Regions from separate parts of the Sus scrofa genome. Here region 1 is linked to region 2. A link is a contact called in public Hi-C data. All regions are on one chromosome and are shown on one strand. The core of a region is the stretch at or near the end of the contact, and the rest is flanking DNA. Distances in the headings are between cores, read along the strand shown. Region 1 holds the start of ARL6IP1 (ADP ribosylation factor like GTPase 6 interacting protein 1). Region 2 holds the start of SYT17 (synaptotagmin-17).

Region 1 (6,858 bases), core at 3,956-6,455, 310 kb after region 2:
CATTTTGGTATCAGTGCTTCTTAAAAATACTTTTACAAGTATTACGAGAAAGGTGGTATTTTTGAGTACCCATGTGTCTAATAGCAGGTTAAGGAACCTAGTGCATCAAATTTTATTTTCTTCATTCATTTTGAACCTTATTTTCACAATCAAAACAACCTATCGGGAATAATAATGCCATACTGTGTTTTGCACACTGCTTTGTTTCCTAGAGGCTGTGGGAGCTATTGCATTCATCACTTAATTACCTCTACTCTCTCAAGATTAAACAGTCTTTTCAAGAACATTCTTTGTCACAAGGAAAAACTTCTATCACGGTGACAAAACTAGTTCACACTAGTTTTTCCCTAAAGGTAATATTCAGAAATTGCTTTTTCTCTCTGATAAAGAACATAAATAAGTGAATTTTTATCGCCTGTGAATTTCAGGCTTCAGAGGTACCTGGCACCTTATCTTAGTGAAAACAGCTTTATATCAAAGTTGTGCCTCTGCTAAATTATCCATCACTTTTATTTTAAAATGGTCCTTCAGCAAATAGTGTGGCATGTGCATATTTGGTTGTGGGGCAGATCTAAATAACCAGTGACTTCAAAGCTGGCTCTTTGCTGCACTCTGGACAAGAACACAGGCTGTACCGTTTGCCCGCTTCTGGGAAGTCATTCGGCAAGTAGCCTTGCCATTGTGAACCGTCGTAAGGGAATTCAGCAGAGCTGTCATCAGCGGTAGACCTTGGTGATATAGCAGATACCAGCGGAAGACAGGGCTCTTTTCGGGGGATGATTTTGCAAAATAACGTGAAGTTCAGAGTGCTGTGGTTATGAAGTCACACATTTTTGATGACAGAAAAATACCTGTGGAAAACCAGGTGTCTGCTCCTCTCTCTTCCTCCCTCTTCTTCTTCCTCTTCTGCTCCTTCCTCTTCCTCTTCTGCTCCTTCCTCTTCTTCCTCCTCTTCTCTTTCTCTCTCTCTCTCTCTCTCACATTCAGGGGGTACAGAATAACTTATAACCTCTTCTTCAAAGTACCCGTGGAAATTGAAGTGTATCTTAAGTGTTGTCTTTTAATTTTCTAGAATTGCTTGAACTTTAGTTGATTTCTCTATAAAGCTGTGGAGGCTTAATAGTTGATGGAGCTGTTTTTGGCTCTGTCTTTGGTGTGTCTTGCATTATCTATTTCTGGTCATGAGTTCTTAATGTAATCTGCTAGATGATTAGTAAGATTCTTTTGTGTCTGACACTTGTGAGTTGTTTTTGAGATACGTGAGGTTTCTGTGTGAGAACTGATAATCAAGCTCTTGATCTGCTTCCCTGAATTGCTTTTTTAGAGCCCAAACCCCAGGTTCAGGGTGAGGGTTTGTAATACAAAGAAAAACTTCCGTCACTTCTGCCCTTAACACTTGCCTCGATTACGTAAACTTAGTGTTCTTAATATTGTCCAATGTCTGGTGTTATCTGCATTGTTTTTGTTTGTGGTTGTTCTGATGTGTGAAATCTAAGGAAAGAGCCATTAAAAAATGCCAAGCAGGGCAATGCAAGTACAGCCAAATATTAGAGTTGATGTGCAATCTTAGGTCCTTTTAAATCTGGGGTGATATAGGCAGTACTTTAAAAAGTCTTCCTGGCCTATTTTCCTCCACATATTTGTAATTACTTTGGGGGCTTACTGGTTGTGGCAGTACTAAAATCAAAGGAGCTGGTTCTTCTTTTCTCCCAATTCTTTTCATATTTAAGAAGGCACCTACAAATTAGCTTGTTAGTTCTATTCATATGCATCAAGAATCAGTGAATGCTTTTCTGTTAGCACATTTAAGTATCTTTGTTTTTATATAAAAATCAGATGAATATGAAAACCAATGACCTTCCATTCTGTATCTTGCCTTGTAAAAATGCCAGTAATTTAGAGCTAGGACCTTTCCTCAAATCCAGGAGGCCAACTATGTTAAAGGAAGGGGGTCCCTTTTAAAGAAGGCAGATTTTTTTTCAATATTTGGGTTCTATTAGAGAGAGTCCTCCTGTGGGAAAACCTAGCTAGCATTACAAATTTTCCATACACTGGGGAAGGAAATTCACTGTTCTAAACCCAGAAGGGTTTGTTGCACTTTTCCTGCTTTTTTAGGCCTGGGTAACAATATCACCATTCTTTACATAAGGGCAAATGGACTTCAATTGAGAGAAGCTTTATAGGTTCAAGGGTTAGTTGTACAACATGAACCATGTAGTCTCTTTCTTTCCAAGGGAATTTGACTGGGCTTACTAAGGAAAAGCTGTTTGTTGTGCTAATGCAAAAGTGCCATACAATTAGAATTAGCTCAGCTTTTGAAGATGGTAAACTTAAGGAACTGAATGTTGTTCTGAAATGCAGAAACTTGCAGAATGTTTTTCTTTCAAAACAGGCTGATTTTTTTTTTCTTTTCCTGACAGTACAAGTTTCAACTCCTGTTTAAAGTTCTTGTGTCAGTTATTTTCTTGTTTAAATTTTCCTTATATTTCCACCTGTAATGTCAGTGGCAACATCATTCACTTGTTTATTTACCCTTTATTCTAAGAGCAAATTGAGTTGAACTGAATCTTCCTTGTTCTAGTAACATTGTATAAATAAAATGGCTTCTCTGTACAAATGGTTTGTAAGGCCTCCTGATGGATATAATTTTGTGATTGTATTTAAGATTAAAAGTTGAATAAAACACACCAGCTTCCTGAAAATATTCATAATGCATTTTTTGGAAAACAAAATACATGCCTACTTTGTGCATATTTGCATTAACATGGCAAAGATTGTATGAAATACCTGTTTTTCAAAAAATAAAGTTTTAAAAGATTTAAGCTCTGATTTATCGAAGTTTCCAGAAAAATTAATTTTGGAATATGAATAATTTTTTAAAAAGCGTTAATCCAGAAGGTTTTTTTTAAAACTTAATTCTCAAATATATTTTACCCTCAGAGTTTAATAGTACTTTTGAATTAGCAGTGGAAATTTTACTTCCATGATTAAGTTCTTAGTATTAAGGCACAATTAAGCTTAATTTTGTAAATCTTTAAATAAGAACTCCTGTGGAATGTTACTCACATTTATGTTCCCTGGTGTATGAAAGCTATGAAGGAAAACGAAATGGCCAACCTGTTTTAATATCTGGAAATAAGATTGCATTTGTTGGATTATGTTAGGAAGATTTATGTTAACTGTTTAGTCATCCAACATGTTTCAAAAGATTCTGTCTTGCCTTTATTGTACAAAATGGGGCAAAAGGCTCCATCCAAGAAAGCCATGCTAAGTGTAGGTGTTTTTTGTTCTTATTAGGGCGACTGGAATTTTAGTTAAAGACCTTCCACCAGTGCTCGGTGTTAAGTTGCTGGTTAGGTCTGGGAACACATTCCTTGAGTAAGAGATACTCTGTGGAGAATCTGTGCTGTTTGAAAGCAGATCCTTCAGTTTTCACCTACTTGAATTGCACAAGCTGCTGTTGAAAGAGAAGTCTCTTCTGAAGTTGTACACAGGGAACTTGGATAAAAACCAGGCGCACTCTGTAGCAAAAGCTGATTTCCCAATGTACAAATGGCAGTTTTTAAACTCTAGTAACTGATGCCCTCTTCTTCGGAAGTGGATGTTACTGTACCTAAAGTACTGTTTTGCATTCAGTACTCTCTATATTCATCACGTGGTTGGTTGCTCGCTGTTTGCGACCTTCTGATTTTCTTTTGAAGAGGTAGGGAAGGGCCTACTCTTCAAACTCCAACTAAAATCTCCCCAAATGGGATATATCAACTGGCTGCATTTTACCTGCATAACCTGTTTTTCTCCCCAACATTTCCCTAAGTGGAACTTTACTGAAGAGTCAGTCCCCTTCCCTTGCAGAGGCTTTTTTTTTTTTTTTAATCTCCCTCCAAGTGTTTATACCTGATCAGATGCTTTATTTTTTTTCACAGTAAAAAAAGAAACTTACATTCTTATATCACAACAGAACAAAGGGTGGAAAAAAATGTATACATGTAAGTGTAACTTGGTCCCCATGCTGTACAGCGGGGAAAAAAAAAACACAATTGGTTAATAGTATAATAAAAAAATGCCACATGAGATACCAAAAAAACCCAAAAACAAACGATGGCATAATATAGAAGACTATAAAAAGTTAAAAGCTATGCTAAGTTTTCCTCAAAAAGACATCTGACCAGGTCAACATTTAGCATATTTCGAGCAATGAAAATGAAAGCATTTTTTAAATACATTTTTGTGAAGTCCTGGAGAGAAAAGATTTCTCAACACAGCTCATCTAGTTTTTGTTTTTGTTTGGCCGCTCCCCTGGCATTCATCTGCTTCTTAAATTCCAATTCATTCCACCCTTATGAGAGAGTTGACATCTTTCCTTAGCATGACCTCTAATGTAAAAAGATCTGTCAAAACAAGTCCCTTTTTGGAGAGGGAGTTCGTAGTTTACCCCACAAAGAATTTCCCCAAACACCCTATATAAACAAGCCGATTTTTTTAAGTCAATGCATTTTTCACAAGTTGTCGAACTACGCCAAGATTTTCTCCTACCCCCATCAAACTAAGGCCTTAAAGGGGAGTAACATTGCGGAAAAAAAATCTACATAAATAGCCCTATTCATTTGTCCGCGAAACCTCACGAGATGGGCACGAGTCATAAATCCAGGCTAAACTGCTCAAGGCTGCGGGAGCAGGGATCAGAAGGCGGGGCCGACGGGGAACAGCTGGGGCGAGGGCCACAGGCTGCTTCTGTTAAGAGGATCCCAGCCGGCCCCCTTAATCACAATGAAGTTAGCGTCACATGACCACCTCTGCCTTCCGCCTGATACTGGGTGGCATATTTCCTCGAGGACTAATTCCGGAGAGTCTCCTTGGCTGCTTTGAGGTCCCCCTGAAAGAGCGTCCGAGAGCTACGGTTCCCACAGGCCCCGGGGATACTGAGGCCACACCAGGCCCCGGGCAGCGGCCGTTCAACCGCTTCTGAAAGGCCTGGGCGGGGCGTCGCACACCTCCTGGGCGCTGATTGGTCATTCAGTGTCCCCGCCTCCTCGGCCCCGGCGTTCTCACTCTCCTTTGACCTCGGTTTCAAGACATGCGCTGGACAGCGGTTGGCCGCCCCGGCTTCAGCTTCATCTTGATTTGCCCAATGAGGAGCGAGCTTCGCGGGGTCTGTCGGGAAAGGCATCCAGCCTATATAAGCGGCTTGCGGGGCGTACCCTGATGCCAGGGTAGCCTTAAGGGGTTCGAGAGAGCTCTTGGTTTTGTGGCGTCTTTCGCTCCTAGAGACGACACCTCAGGGACGATGGCAGAGGGAGATAATCGCAGCACCAATCTGCTGGTGAGTCCTGGCGGCTTCGTCGTGAGGGAAATGCGCTGGGTTTCTGGATATTAGGCTCCATGGGACGGCGCTGCGGCTTCGTTCCTATCACCTGCCGCGGGCCCGGCCTCCTCTCCCGGTGCCCAGGTGCAGGCGACGACTCCTGCCCTTTGGATGTCGTGGGTGAGCCTTGCTTGGCGGTCACTAGTCGTGTCCACGCCTAACATCCCTTGGGGACGGTTCGCGACGGAGCGAGGGCGCGTGATCATTCACCGCGAATAGAGGTTGAGGAGGAAGCGAGAGAAGAGGGGCTGGGACCCGCCTGGGGTGCAGTCACTGGCTGAGGGCCGCGAGTGCCCTGTCGAGTGCTTCGGGGGGCCCAGGCCCCAGCGGTATCCGGGTTTTCCCTCTTTCATCTTAAGCAGGACATCCTTTCGCCCTTTTCCCCAGTATTTGGTCAGGGGTTGAGGGTCAAAGGGTTGCTGCCGATAATTTGTTAGAGCTGGCACAGCTTAACACGGCAGCGAGGCTGCAAACTCACCGCTGGGAACCGAAAGTAAGAGTCCAGCCGGAAGGACTATGGGAGGTCTCGGCGTTAGTCTGTAACTGATAAACCTTTGGGGAAGGGGGAGGGTCACGGGAGGACTTTCGAGTAAGCAGGGGTCTAAAGGAAATGCAGTGAGGTTCTATCACAGGCAGACAATTTTAACCTCACTGAGAATCACGCAGGATCTAGGCAAAAGGGAAGGAAGGATCAGTCCATTTTCTACGTTGCATTTTCCCCAGGGAGAGTGCTAATGAATTAAGTGACTTTGCAGGGCAGTTTTGATTGTGCATGATTTTCGTTTTGCATTGATTTTTAGAAACGTATGACCTCTGCCCCATGACACACACACAGCAAAAACCTCTTCTCTGTGGTAAGCCTAGTTAGCCCCAGCCAGCTTCGTTTTAAGAATTGATTGTAGCACAAAGAAGTTGCCCAAGTTTACACAGCTGTTGAGACAACCGATATGGGCTCTGCTCTGCTGCTCTCTCTGCAGAGCAGTGTGGCTTTAAGGACAGGCCTTTGGCCTTGGATTTGCCAGATTCAGATCTGTTAACCTCTGTGTATCTCAGTGTCCTTATCTATAAAATGAAAATAATAACATCTTCCTTTCAGTTTGTTACGAGAAATGATTAAAATATAAACACAGAAAACATTTAGCAGAGTTTCTGGCACATGATAATCTTTTTTAACTTATTAAACATAGTATATAAAGTCAGAAATATTGAGGTTCCACCTAAGTGATCAGTGTGGCACAGCATTTTTTTTTTTTTTTTTTTTTCTTTTTAGGGCTGCCCCCATGGCCTATGGAGGTTCCCAGGCTAGGCTACACCACAGCCACAGCAACATCAGATCCAAGCCAAGTCTGCAACCTACACCACAGCTCTTAGCAGTGTTGGATCCTAAACCCACTGAGCAAGGCCAGGGATCAAACCTGCGTCCTCACGGATACTAGTCAGATTCGTTTCTGCTGAGCCACGACAGGAACTCCACAGATGTCATCTTCAACAAGGTT
Region 2 (7,262 bases), core at 2,778-5,277:
GCCCCCTTGGCATGTGGAGGTTCCCAGGCTAGGGGTCAAATAGGAGCTATATCCACTAGCCTACACCACGGCCACCGCAACACCAGATCCGGGCTATGACCAAGACCTACACCACAGCTCTCAGCAACCCTGGGTCCCGACCACAGAGCGAGGCCAGGGATGGAACCCAGATCCTCAGGGACACTAGTCAGATTCGTTTCCACTGAGCCACAATGGGAATTCCCGGGTTCCTTTTAGATGCTGTAGACTGAGATGAGCCCAGGAGGGCCACCAGGAGGTGACTGAAGCCTCAATTCCTCTCTTTCAACTCTGAGTGCCTTTTTGTGTTAGGAGGGGCCACATTCTGGAACCATCCAACCTGCGTATTGGGCATCTCCATCTGAGTGTTCCACTGCCATGTCTTTTCTCTCTCTCTTTTTTTTTTTAATTAAAAAAAAATTTTTTTTAGGGTCGCTCCCACAGCATATGGAAGTTTTCGGCCTGGGGTCATATCGAAGTTGCAGCTGCCGGCCTATGCCACAGGTACAGCAATGCCAGATCTGAGTTTCGTCTGTGACCTACACCACAGCTCACAGTAATGCCAGATCCTTAACCCACTGAGCAAGGCCAGGGATCAAACCCACATCCTCATGGATCCTAGTCAGATTCCTTACCACTGAGCCACGGCAGGAGCGCCCAGGAATCTCATTCTTAGAGAAATGCTCCCTGCTGCCTTCCCCACCCCCCAGCCCCGTCCTTGTGGGGCATGTCTGGTCGTCCGGTCCAGGCTGACTCAAGCAAAGCGCTGGGTCCTCGGGACATAGTGCTTAGTCCAGAGGTAGGCACATGACCTCATCGGGACCAATTAGAATTGTTCCCTAGGATGTCATACAAAGTTTCTTTTCCATTTGGAGGGTCAACGTTTAAACTATAAGCTCAAGACACGAGTGGCCATTTTTCTGCCACATGAAGCAAACCTACTTCAGGGGGGAAGAATCCAGTGTTCAGAGGGAAAAGCCGTGAAGGAGAGAGAGATGCGGAAAGAGTCCTCAGGACTTCATTGCATCCCTAAATCCAGCCACGACTATGGAATTCGCCCTTGGTCTTGCAGGTGAATGAGCCCGTCGGCTCTTTTCTGCTCACTGGATGGAACTGACTTTTTTTTAGGAGCCCTAGACAATACATGTCGGAGGGTTCCCAAACACAGAACCCCATCTCCTCCCGCAGCAACCCTGCCCTCAGCCAGCCTCCCCTGTCATCACTGCTTATTCAGGTCCAGCCATGGAGTCATTGCCTTGACCTTGGTTCAGTCTCACATCTCTTCTTACCTGGACTGCTGCAGCATCCTCCCTGCTTCAGGCTTGTCTGCTCCCCACCCAAAGGCAGACAGACAGATACACAGACACACAGACACACAGACACACACACACACACACATCAAAATCTTTCTCAGCCTGACCTGCTTTTCTATGGGGTAACCAAGGAAACTGGGGGGGCATTCGGCCCCTCCTACCTGTTAAACCTCACCTGGCACCACCCTCTCCTAGACACCTACCTGGAGTTCCCACTCTCAGCTCTAAGCTAATGCGCATGCTCCCTCCAGGGGTTCTTAACCCTTTCTCTTCCATGGACCTTCTACTAGTCTGTGGAAGCCTCTAGACCCCACCTCAGAATAATATCTTTTCTTTTTCTTTTTTTGCTTATTGCTTTTTGGGGGCAGCTCCTGTGGCATATGGAGGTTCCCAGGCTAGGGGTTGAATCGGAGCTATTGCTGCCAGCCTATACCACAGCCACAGCAACACCAGATCCAAGCCGCATCTGCAACCTACACCACAGCTCACAGCAATGCCGGATCCTTAACCCACAGAGCGAGGCTAGGGATCGAACCTGCGTCCTCGTGGATACTAGTTGGCTTCGTTTCCACTGTGCACTGATGGGAACTCCAGAATAATGTCTTTGCAATCATACAGTAGGATACATAGAATTATAATGAAGTTCTAATAGATTGATACACATTATCGAAAACACTAAAAGCAATTTAAATTTAAATATGGTAATAACATATATACTTCTTCCTTAATACATTAAATAGAAAATTTAGTGGGCGGAGCCTAATGTGCAATTTTCAAGCAGTAAAGCGCGTAAATGAAATGTCAAGCTATATGCAGCAACTGTAATGCGATGGGAATACACATATGATTTCTCTTGGTGACCAAGTCCCAGATAAGTGAGCATGGAGATGTAACTTTACGATTTCTAAGACCGTGCTCTCCCCCCCACCCCATGAAGCACCACTGGGTCTAGAAGAATCTTCTCCTTATCTTCAGTTCTTTGGAAAGGTCACCCCTCAAGAAGCCTTCTCTGAGCCTCACGGGAGAAGTGTAGTTGATTTAAAATGTCGTGATTTCCACTGTACAACAAAGTGATCTGGTTTTACATGGACACACACCCATTCTCTTTCAGACTCTTTTCCCACATGGATTGTCACAGAATATCGATCGGATAGAGTTCCCTGTGCTATACAGGAGGTCCCTGTTGGCTGGTCATTCCATATACCTCAGGGTCCACATGCCAGTCCCCAAACCCCTGTCCACCCCCCCCAACCTGTCCCCTTTGGTCGCCACAAGTTTGTTTTCAAAGTCTGTGAGTCTGTTTCTGTGGTGCAAATAAGTTCATTTGTATCCTTTTTTTCCTCCACATACAGGTGATATCATAGGATGTCTGTCTTTCATTGTCTAACTCCACTTAGTATGGTAATCTCTTGGCCCATCCATGTGGCTGTACAAGGCATTATTTCATTCTTTTTTATGGTGGAGCAGAATTTCACTGGGTGTGTCTCACATCTTCTTGATCCATTCCTCTGGTGATGGCCCTTATACGTTGGTTCCATGTCTTGGCTACTGCGAATAGGGCTGCAAATGAACACTGAGGTCCATGTGTCTTTTTAAAGTATGGTTTTCTCCAGCGCGATGCCAAAAACATTTACTGAGTGCCCATGCTGGTCAGGCACCTACCTGGAGATACAGAAGGGAGGAAGGTGGAGGACAAAATGAAGTAACGCCTGTGAAGGACTGAGCACATGCCTGCGAAATCATAACTGCTCACATGTGTTACATGCCACGCGCTACAAATGAAATATTGTATCACACTTAGAAATGTATATGTATGCTAGATATTTACACAAAATGTTTATACGGATGTATGGTACATCTTTCGTGTATGACTTTCACATTCATTTCCCCTTTCACGCCCACAAAACAGCCCCGGAGGATGGGCAGGGCAGAGGTTTTATGCATTTTTTACTGATGAAAAGACAAGCGCTGGAGGTTAAAAGGTTGGCAAACTGGTGACTGGCAACTGGCGATACCACAGCGTTTTAAAAAGAGAACCGGCGCAGGGCAAGGTTCCATCCCACATCCCTCAGTGGATAGCCAGCCCCAACTCTGTGGTCTTGGGGTGCGAGGACCGGTTCGGGGGCAGGCCTCCAGGCCCCGGGACGATCCAGCCACGCGGGCGGGCAGCCAGGATGGCAATCGGGTGGACACGCCCCGGGGGCGCACGCTCTCCGACGCGGAGCTTCGAGCGGGCAGAGACGCGCAGTACGCGGGGCGCGACGCTGGGTGGCGCTGCTGGGCCGCCCCGCGCCAGACCTGTTGCGCCCTGGGCGCAAGTCGGGCAGATAGATTTAGGGTAAAGGGACGCTCCGATCTTGCCGCGCGCCCCTGCCGCCGGGCTGCGGCACCTCTCTGGGGGCGCCCTAGGCCCCACGTTATCTTGAGGTTCCCATTCGTTTAGAACTGCCTCACCGCAGCAGTTCTAGGCGCGTCGGGTGGGGCGGGAATAAAGTTTTTCCAACCTGGTCTGGGAGAGGGCTGGTTGGGGAGGACCCTCCCAGCTCTAGACTCCACGGCGGGCTGGACCGTGCCCTTTCAGCTTCACGGCTGCCCCGGGGGCCCTGCTCTCGGTAGGTGCCAGCCCCGGTGCCGACCGGATGGACTGACCTGCGCACCGCCCCCTCCCACCCTCTTCCCCATCCCGGTCCCCTCCCCCGCCTCTGGCGCGCACGGGCCCCAGCGTCTCCGGCCCCGCCTGCGCCGGGGTCGCTGCAGTCCCCGCGGCTGCCCCGGGCTCCCTCCTCAGGCGCTCCGGCCTTAATCCAGCCTGGGCAGCGCCTCGGGGGGAGTGCGGGACCGCGAGGGAGGCCGAGGCGGGGACCCTGGGCGCCCGAGCTTTCCCAACCTGGGAGGCGGCCCCGACTCCAGGAGCCAGAACGCAGGGGAAGGCAAGGACGGGGCGGCCGGCAGAGGGGCGGGCGCCGCTCATCAGCCACGCCAGTCACGTCTGGGGCCACCCGGCTGCCTTTTTCTTCTTCTTCCCCTTTGCTTTCTCCCCTCTCCCCGGTTGGCGAGGGCAAAGTGGCCGTGGCGGCGCCATGCCCGGGCCGGAGTGAGTGCGCGCGGGCGAAAATGGCGTACATCCAGGTAGGGCTGAGGCCGGGGGGCCAGGTCCGCGGTGTGGGTGGGGGGGTGCCGCGCCCCCTCCGGCTGTGAGCGCGTGGAAGGGAGGGCACACGGCTGGGCTGCCACAAACTTGCCTGGAGAAAAAGGGTGCCCGAGCGCGGGCAACCTGTGTAGCAGCGGGGGTGCGCCCCAGGAGAAGAGGCTGGGGACCCCCACACCCCGGCGCGAAGGGCCCCAAGTGGACTCGGCACGCGCGCCCTCGCCTCCTGGGTTGGGAATGGGGGGGTGGGGCGGACTTTACCCCCCTTCCCCCATCCCTCCCCTGGCGCACCCCACCCCAGGGGAGGGGCCGCGGGGAGGGCGGCCCGGGGCGCGCCAGCCACCCGGCCCGCCAGCTGCCGTTGCCTTGGTGACGGCTCCGGCTAATTGGCCGGCGGAGCGAGCCTGAGGCAGCTGTTCCGGCCAGGAGGGACGAGGACGTCGTCTCTCCCGGTCACTGGGTGCTGAGGGGTGGGGACACAGCAGAGGCACGCTGGTTGTGTTGGGGGGGGCAGCCGATTACTTTAGGCCGTTGCCTTGGGGTCTTGGGAGTTGTGGATCCCCATCATCTGGGGGACACCCCCCAAGCATCCTTAGGCAGAAATAATTTCCAAGTGCCCCTTTTGGGGGGCTGCGGACTAAGAGACCTTTTGCCTCAATACAAGGGGGGAAGTGGCGACGTGTCAGCGCCAAGGTCACCGCTGTCAGACCCGCTGGAGCTGCTTGCTTCTGAGATTGGGTCCTCTACGCCTGGCAGAGAAACCTACAGGCTCCCACATTCAAGGTCCATCTGGACTCTCTTCGCCCCTTGGTTACAGCTGGGGGGCTGCTGGTCCCCTCCTTCCTCTTTGGCCCACATCTCCCCTCATCTTGTCCTTAGACTTTTCCAGCTGCCAGGAACTCTGTCCTCTGCCACCTGGCTCTGGCCTCCCCATCCCTCTCCTGGCTTAGATTCGCTCCACGGACTTACCTTTCACCGAATCCCTAGGTCATCTTTTCAAGTTTAGCGAAGGTCACATATACTGTTCACCTACTGTGTGGCTGTTGTTGGGAGGGATGACTATTCAACAGTGGCTCAGCAAACACTTGGGTGACCACACACAGCCAGGAAACAGCACGGTCCCTGTCCCTCTGAAGGCATAATCCAATGAGAGATGAACCCTGTTAGAACTGCTGTCTGTGAGTTCCCTTGTGGCTCAGAGGGTTAAGGATCTGGCATTGTCACTTCTGAGGCACGGGTTGCTGCTGTGGTGGGGGTTCGATTTCTGGCCTGGCAACTTCCACAGGCTGTGGATGTGGCCAAAAAGAAAAAGAAAAAAAAAAAAAAAGAACAGGCTTCAGCACAGAGAAGTGAAATGCTTTGCCCAAGGCCACACAGGTGCTTAGGGGACATGGAAGCGAAAAGGGGAGATGGCGGGGATCAGGGGGGCATTTGTTACGCAGCTGATATGAGGATGGCCCGATGATGTTGACTTTTCTTCTAGAACAAGGTGTTAACTTTTTCTGTAAAAGACCAGGTAGTAAATACATTTTTTTCTTTGAGGGCTGCATGGTCTGTGTCATTCCTATTTACTTCTTGACCGTGGCCCTAAACAGTTTCATAGACAATAGTCAATGAATGGACATGGCTGTGTTTAAATAAAACTTTATTTGTGGACACTGAAGTTGAATTATGTATATTTTGTCTGATTCGCAAAGTATTAATCATCTCTGCTTTTTTTTTTTCTTCAACCATTTAAAGAGGTACAAACCATTCTTAGCTGGAGGGCTGTAGGAAAACAAGCTGCAGGCTGGATTTGACCTGTGAGCCATGGTTTTGCACACATGTTTTAGAATATCTGGGTTCTCCTTCTTTCTCTCTCTCTTTTTTTCCCTGGCTGGAATCAGTTCTCCTCCATTGTGTCAAACACATGAACCGAGTCCCAAAGAGTCTTGGCACGCCTGGGAGTGACGGAGCGTCTTCTCTTTCCTCTTTCTTCATCTTTCTTGGTTTCTCTTTGCTCCCAGACACTCACTTTGCACCTGAGCCTTGAGAAAGCTGCGTGGTTGTTCTTCACTCAGGGGTCCCTGAGGTGGCCTTATCTCTGCTCATCATGCATGGTCTTAAAAGGGGTTCTCTTTTGGTCACCGAATAAGAAATGCCTCCCTGTGAACCTGGATCGTTGTGAAAAAGCATCACTTTATCCTAACCTTTTGCCATAAGCGTTTCAAAGCACTTTCTCGTATAAGCCCCGTGAGGGCCTAGTTTTTTGCTGCTGTGTTCAGTGCTATATCAGCCAGGATGGTCCGTGGTGCCTGATGGGTTCTTATTGGACTTGACAAGCCATCTGGTTCTCATAAGCCACAGAAACGGTGCAGATATGGTGCAGCCGGGCAGCACAAAGCATTTTCCTAGTCGGTGTCCTAGCTTAGCCCTTCCACTAGAGAAGGGAAGTAGTGGAGGCTCAGAGTGGCCCCTGACTTGCCTAAGTCCCCTGATTGGCCATTGGGGAGGCCAGGACTAGTGCTTCTTTACTCAGCTATAGGCTCCCTAATTCCACCCCCCCCCCGCGCGCATCTTTAGGTCTTGCTCTGTGTATGCACTTCCGAGTCTTGCTTTTAGAAGAGCGTGTGATCCCCGAGAGACTTTGTTTACCAAGCTGCAGCAAATCCCTTATCACTTCAAGGATTTTGAGTTTTTTCCATGAGCTGTGTACCACCTGTGCTGTTATTGACTTAATTTTTTTCTATAAATGGATTCGTGCTTCTTTTTAACTTTAAAAAATGTCATGAAATGGCAACTGT

Evidence for each region. Hi-C and Micro-C count contacts between places; a contact is called where the count stands out from the background.
Region 1: a contact with region 2 is called in a Hi-C map of skeletal muscle, with 3 times the contacts expected there. The contact joins the promoter of ARL6IP1 here to the promoter of SYT17 in region 2. A contact is called at or near these places in 3 of 47 Hi-C or Micro-C datasets (epiblast stem cells, heart right ventricle and skeletal muscle).

Annotation. Positions count from the first base shown.
Region 1 is chr3:26,755,440-26,762,297 of Sscrofa11.1, forward strand. ARL6IP1 (ADP ribosylation factor like GTPase 6 interacting protein 1) reads left to right here and starts at 5,206. Exons shown (of 6, transcript NM_001244213.1): 1 at 5,206-5,320. The coding sequence starts at 5,285. It overlaps SMG1 (serine/threonine-protein kinase SMG1), which reads left to right. Exons shown (of 63, transcript XM_021086548.1): 63 at 1-2,829.
Region 2 is chr3:26,443,276-26,450,537 of Sscrofa11.1, forward strand. It overlaps SYT17 (synaptotagmin-17), which reads left to right and starts at 4,028. Exons shown (of 12, transcript XM_021086545.1): 1 at 4,028-4,460. The coding sequence starts at 4,446.